Linked DNA regions of Sus scrofa: region 2 is linked to region 1. A link is a contact called in public promoter capture Hi-C data. All regions are on one chromosome and are shown on one strand. Each heading gives the region's core, a stretch centred on a gene start, on an enhancer-like site or on the middle of the called end of the contact. The rest is flanking DNA. Distances are from core to core; before and after follow the strand shown.

Region 1 (2,700 bases), core at 171-2,670:
TTGCTAAAAACATTACCTTCCCTCTGTGGGTGAAACTATGTAGAACTGGCTTTTTTTAAATGCTTTATTATGGAAAATTTCAAATATATACAAAAATTATAAAAATAATATAATGGATGCCCATGTACCCATTATCCAGCTTTCAACAAACCAAGAACTTTCTAAAGGCTTTCTTCTCACTCATCCCCCATACTCCTTGGTGAAGACTTTAACAGGTCCTATGGACAGACACAGTCACTTGTAAGACACCTAATTCTGAACCTCCTTCTCGCCACTGCGTCTCTGCTACAAAACAGTTCAATTTTCTCTTTTCAAAATTTCTAGTCCTTTTGCTCTAAGTTTGTTCCCTAGCACAGAACATCATCCTATTCACTCTCTTCTCCCTGGCTGGTCTTTGGGTGTTGTTGAGTGTCTGTGTGGCTTCAAACATCCAAATGACAGTGACAGAAATAATACATTCACCAGAGAAGATTAAGATTAGAGTTAAATTTCAGAGGCACTCCAGTCCAAGTCTTTTTCTTAGCAGTAAGGCAAATTGAAGGCCCATGCTCTGACCTATCCAAGGTCCAAGAAAGACAAACAAGAAATAAAGACAAAGATGTGTGCAAAGTGATGCATCGCACTCCTTTTCACCATCTATATTCTTTCCACTCCTTTCACCATCCCTGCCCGTTCCCACCACATTCTTCCCAGATCGTCCCAAAGAGCATTAACGTGTCTCGAAAGAATTTTAGATCTCTATTTTATCACTGCTGATTTTAATCTCCTTGGAGCCAAAACCAAGCCTCAGTCTTTTACAGGGTTTGGTAAAGTGCCTGATTGACACCTGGTAGTCAGTCAAATATTTACCGACCCAGATCAGCGCTCCCTAGGACTACGAGTTCTCCTTTATCCATTCCCCAGCTATCAGGTCTCCAAGCCTGATATCAAACGTTCTATTTTCCCCTCTCTCCTTTCAATCATCCTTTCCCTAGGGAAAGGACGCAGTATAACACACACAATAGAGAATCGGAAAAACTGAGTTTGTGTCCTGATTGCTACACCTTCCTGTGTGTACATAGATACGTCTCCCTTTTTCAAGGACTCCATATGGCCATCTGTAAAATGGGCAGATGGAACCAAGCCTCGTGGATCTTGCCACCTCTCCGACAGAACCAAGGTGGGCCTCGGCATCTCCTACGGTCCCCATAGCCCAAGTTAGGTCCGCTCCACTCCCAGGTTGTTCACACACTTGGGCACTGCATCCTTACCTCCCACTCCTAGGTTGACCTTGCGGGGGTCCGGATCCTCCCGGAAGTCAGCAATGAGCTTAAAGACAAGGACCGGCTGGGCCTGAGGAACCTCGGCAAAGACTGATGGAGGTGCCATAGCTAGAGAGCAGGAGTCGGCCGGGAGCTTTCACCTCGCGCCCGGAGCCGCTCGGTACCGTCCAACCGCTGCAACTGGAGGAGACTCTCACCTTCACCTAGTAGGCGGGGGCGGGCCCACGGCCTCCAATGGTCGAGCCGTGTCGGGAGTTTGGCAAAGCTGTTAACCAATCGTGAGCTTCTGACAAAAAAGGCCAGGAGGGAGGGGATGCTATTAGCCAATCCAAGAAGAGAACCTTGTCAGAGGCCGGTAATGATGCAACCAATGCACTGTACGCCGGCCGAGATGGGGCGGGTCTATGGCTGATTGGCAGAGCGTCCTCCTATCACTGAGGCTGTTGTTCCTTGGCCCTACCGGTGCTGAAGGAAGGAGCCGAGCGGCAGTCGTACCGCGAGGCGGTTTCCTCGACCTTCAAGGGCCAAGAGATTAGCAGGCGGTGGCCCGCGGGAATTCCGGAGGACCGGCCTTCTGGTACCCACAGAACTGGTGTTCTAGCTGCCACGCCGCAGAGTGCGTACATTCCTGACCCATCCTGGCCTGGCTCAGGCTAGCAGCCAAATCCGGCGTCTGCACTCGGGACGGGAGTCCTCTGCCAATCGTGCCGTTCCGGAGCCCGCGCGGGCGACCTTGACCTTCTCTGCCTGAGAGAAATGTGGGTGGGCCACCTGCCTTGGTTTCAGACAGGAGGCAAGACATGACGAGAGGCAAAGCAAGGCAAGATAAGAGGAAGTGTCCAGGAGTTCCTTTCTGCCACTCTTCCAATTGCGGGCGTTTTCTCCCCTTCCTATCTGACAGGGCTTGATCCTCAAGGATCTTGAGAATATGGGCGCAGCCGCCCCCTCCAGCTTTTCTCCCACACAGGCACTCAACCAGATCTTGCTGCCATCAGCTGGCTGGTACCCAAAATCTTCTTTTAGTCTGCCTGTTCCTTCCCCAACCCCTCTCTCCACCTATTGACCTTCAAGATCCAGAACAAATGCCTCCTCCATAAAGCTATGCCTTAACCCTCACTCTGGTTAAAATTCATCTCCCTTTCCTATGCTTCTGTATCTTGTTGGCAATATTACAGTTTTAGAAAATGCCCAGTTAAGAACCTAGCTCTGGAGCTAGACAACCTAGGTTTAAATTCTAGTGCTGCCATTTACTAATCTGGGCAGATCTAGGCAAGCTACTTAACCTCTCTGTTCATGCTCCATATAATGGAGATAATAGTACTTTCCTTATGGTTGTTGTGGGGATTATGTGAGTTAATATGTATGAAGTGTTTAGTTGCATATAGTAAGCACTCCCGCAATATTAGCTATTGTCATTGCGTATCTGCCACACCCCTTG
Region 2 (2,700 bases), core at 132-2,631, 260 kb after region 1:
AAAGAAGGAAAGACCTCACTCTACTACTACTCACACTCAATCTCACTTTGGTGTGGAGTACCCTCAATGGCCACATCTCCATTGCTACAGCCCTGGAAAATCATCTCTTATCTGGACTTCTGCATCCACCCTCCAACTGGTTTCCCTCTTCCAATCCATCCTGGCACTACATGAACCTTTTGGTCTCTGCATACTTCCCCCGGACTTAACTCTACACCTAAATATGGACTATTTTCTCTCTCCTATGGGCCTTTAAACGATTTTTTCTCTGACTGGGGCACAACTTGTCTCCTGATTGACAATAACTACTGCAGGTCTCAGCTTAAATGTCACTTCCTTTAGGAAGTGTTTGAAGACTCCTACATGTCTCCAATGGGTCACTCCCACAGCACACTGCACCTCTCCATCACACACTGTAATGTACCACTCAGTACACAGAGATTTGTCTTTATCTCCCACCAGCTTTGAACTGTAGCACAGTGTGGTCAGTCTGGCTCTTTTCCTCCTGAAATCTTTGTTCAAACACAGTTCCGGTACATAACAAGATCTTAATAAAGATTTGACAAATGAATGAACTGTGATTTCCTCTAGGGTAGGAGACTTTTGGTATTTTATTTTTCTGCTTCCAGTTTTTAACACATAATAATCACTCAATAATTTTTAGTTTGGCGAATACACACCCTCTTCTGACCCTATCCCTAAGAGTCCAAAGACCCATGTTTGGGTTTCCTGCTTCTAATTAACTTAGACAATTTAAATTAAGTCTCAAACTCTTTCCCTGTAGAATGGGGTTATAGTCGCTAATCTGACTTTTTGAGCAAAAATTAAAAATACGGGTAAAAATTACTAAGCTTTTACTATGTGCTAAGCCTCGATATATATTATTTACTCCTCACAGCAACCCTTATGAAGTAGCTGTTCTCCTCATCTTGAAGATGACTAAACTGAGGCACGGAAAGGTTTCCCAACTTGACTAACATCACACAGCTAGTAAATGGTAGGTCCGGATCCGGACGCAGGGGCCCTGAACACAACGATGCATGTTGTTAACTCCAAGTAGCTATGGAAATGTGATCTGTGAGAATTTGCTCTCTCTCTCCAAGCCGAACCCTTTCACCCCATGCCCGCTTCCGCGACTCAAGAGTCCGCTGCGGTGCGGTACCTGCGTCCTAGGCGCCGCCCTAGGAACCAGGAGTCGGAGACACGGGTTCCCCATCAAGACCTTCAAGGGCGGAAGGAGTAATCGCTGCATACTAGCAACAGTGCACAACCTCCGCCTTCACCCCCTGACTCTCAGTAGTCTCCTTTCTCCGCCACCGACTGGAGAAGCACTTCCGGGTCACGCAGATGCGCCCTTCCTTTTCAGAGGCCCTGGCAAGCAGAGACTGCGCCTGCGCTAGCGACAGGGCTCTCGCGGGGGCTGCTGGGGCGTGGGCGTCGGTGACGCGCAGGGGTGCGCGCAGCCGTAAGGACGCGCTTCTCCAGTCGCGCGCCGGGACCCAGACTTTCGAGTGGGAACGGTAGACGCGCGAGGGAGGAACCCGTGGAGCATGAAGAGGCAGGGGGCCTCCTCGGAGCGGAAACGGGCGCGGATACCCTCCGGGAAGGCCGGTGCGAAAGGGGGCGGGGAAAGGGCTGTCCCTGAGTTCGCTTTTGGGTGTGGGCCGGGCTGGCTGGGGGTCTGGCCCGTGGATTAATTGCGACTTCTCTGGCAATAGTTTCTCGTGCTCTTGGAAATGTGTGGAAACCGGGGCGCTGGCGGGGAGAGCGGCCTGGCTCTGGAACTAGATGTGTGGGTTCGAATCCCGGAGCTACCGCGTCTCGTCATGCGACCGTGTTCAATTTTGTTAACTTCTCTCCGCCTCGCGTTTCCCATTCACACGAGGATACCGTTGCCTCCGTTACCCCGTTGCTGTGATGGTTCGATATCGAGCGCCGAGCTCAGTGCCTTACCTGTGGGGACCGCTTAATAACCTGTAGCTGCTGCAGCGGAGGCGGGGATTGTCTCTAAAGCGACACCGCTACCAAGTGGTAGAGCTTGTCTGCCGCAAGTCCCAAGTTCTTCCTGCCGCGCCAGCGTGGGATGGCTTGGCAGGTGCTAGGAAATTTGCCAGGTCCCTGCCTGCCTCCTACATGAACTCTTGGTTCCTCCAAACCAGTTGTTGTCAAACTTTTGGGTCTCAGGACTCCTTTACCCTCCTAGAAAATTGAGACCTTGTATTTATTATCGGTAATGGCCATGTTAGAACTTTTTAAATCATTTTTTATGGCCACAACCACAGCATATGGAATTTCCCGGGCCGGGAAATAGACTGGGAACTGCAGATGTGAACTACTTGGGAGCTGAGGCAACCACTGCCCCAGGGCAGGTATTGAACCCACGCCTCCACAGCCACCCCAGCCCCCTGTGTTTAGATTCTTAACCATGGCAGAAACTACAGAAATTTTTAAATTTAATTTTTAATTGAAATATAGTAGATTTACAACGTTGTGGGCCATATTAGAAATTAAAACAGGAATTTTTTTAAATGTTAACTGAAAAAACATAATAAATCCATTACATATTAGCACAAATAAAATTTTTTTTATGAAAAAAATCACAGCTTTCCTAAACAAAGACTATTGAGTGAGAAAAGTGCCAATGTTTTGTGTTTTTGCAGATCTCTTTAATATCTGGCTTAATGGAATTCTCATACCTGC

The links. Promoter capture Hi-C pulls out the DNA fragments that hold promoters and counts their contacts.
Region 2: a promoter capture Hi-C map of fetal liver shows a contact between it and region 1, with 2.2 times the contacts expected there. The contact joins the promoter of LOC100156375 here to the promoter of GOT1 in region 1. A contact is called at or near these places in 1 of 5 promoter capture datasets (fetal liver) and 2 of 2 datasets of contacts at active chromatin or transcription factors (alveolar macrophages and skeletal muscle).

What each region holds. Positions count from the first base shown.
Region 1 is chr14:110,634,405-110,637,104 of Sscrofa11.1, forward strand. GOT1 (glutamic-oxaloacetic transaminase 1) reads right to left here and starts at 1,421. Exons shown (of 9, transcript NM_213927.1): 1 at 1,251-1,421. The coding sequence starts at 1,368.
Region 2 is chr14:110,893,663-110,896,362 of Sscrofa11.1, forward strand. It overlaps LOC100156375 (cytochrome c oxidase assembly protein COX15 homolog), which reads right to left and starts at 1,382. Exons shown (of 9, transcript XM_001929331.5): 1 at 1,163-1,382. The coding sequence starts at 1,252. CUTC (copper homeostasis protein cutC homolog) reads left to right here and starts at 1,401. Exons shown (of 9, transcript XM_021072322.1): 1 at 1,401-1,611. The coding sequence starts at 1,551.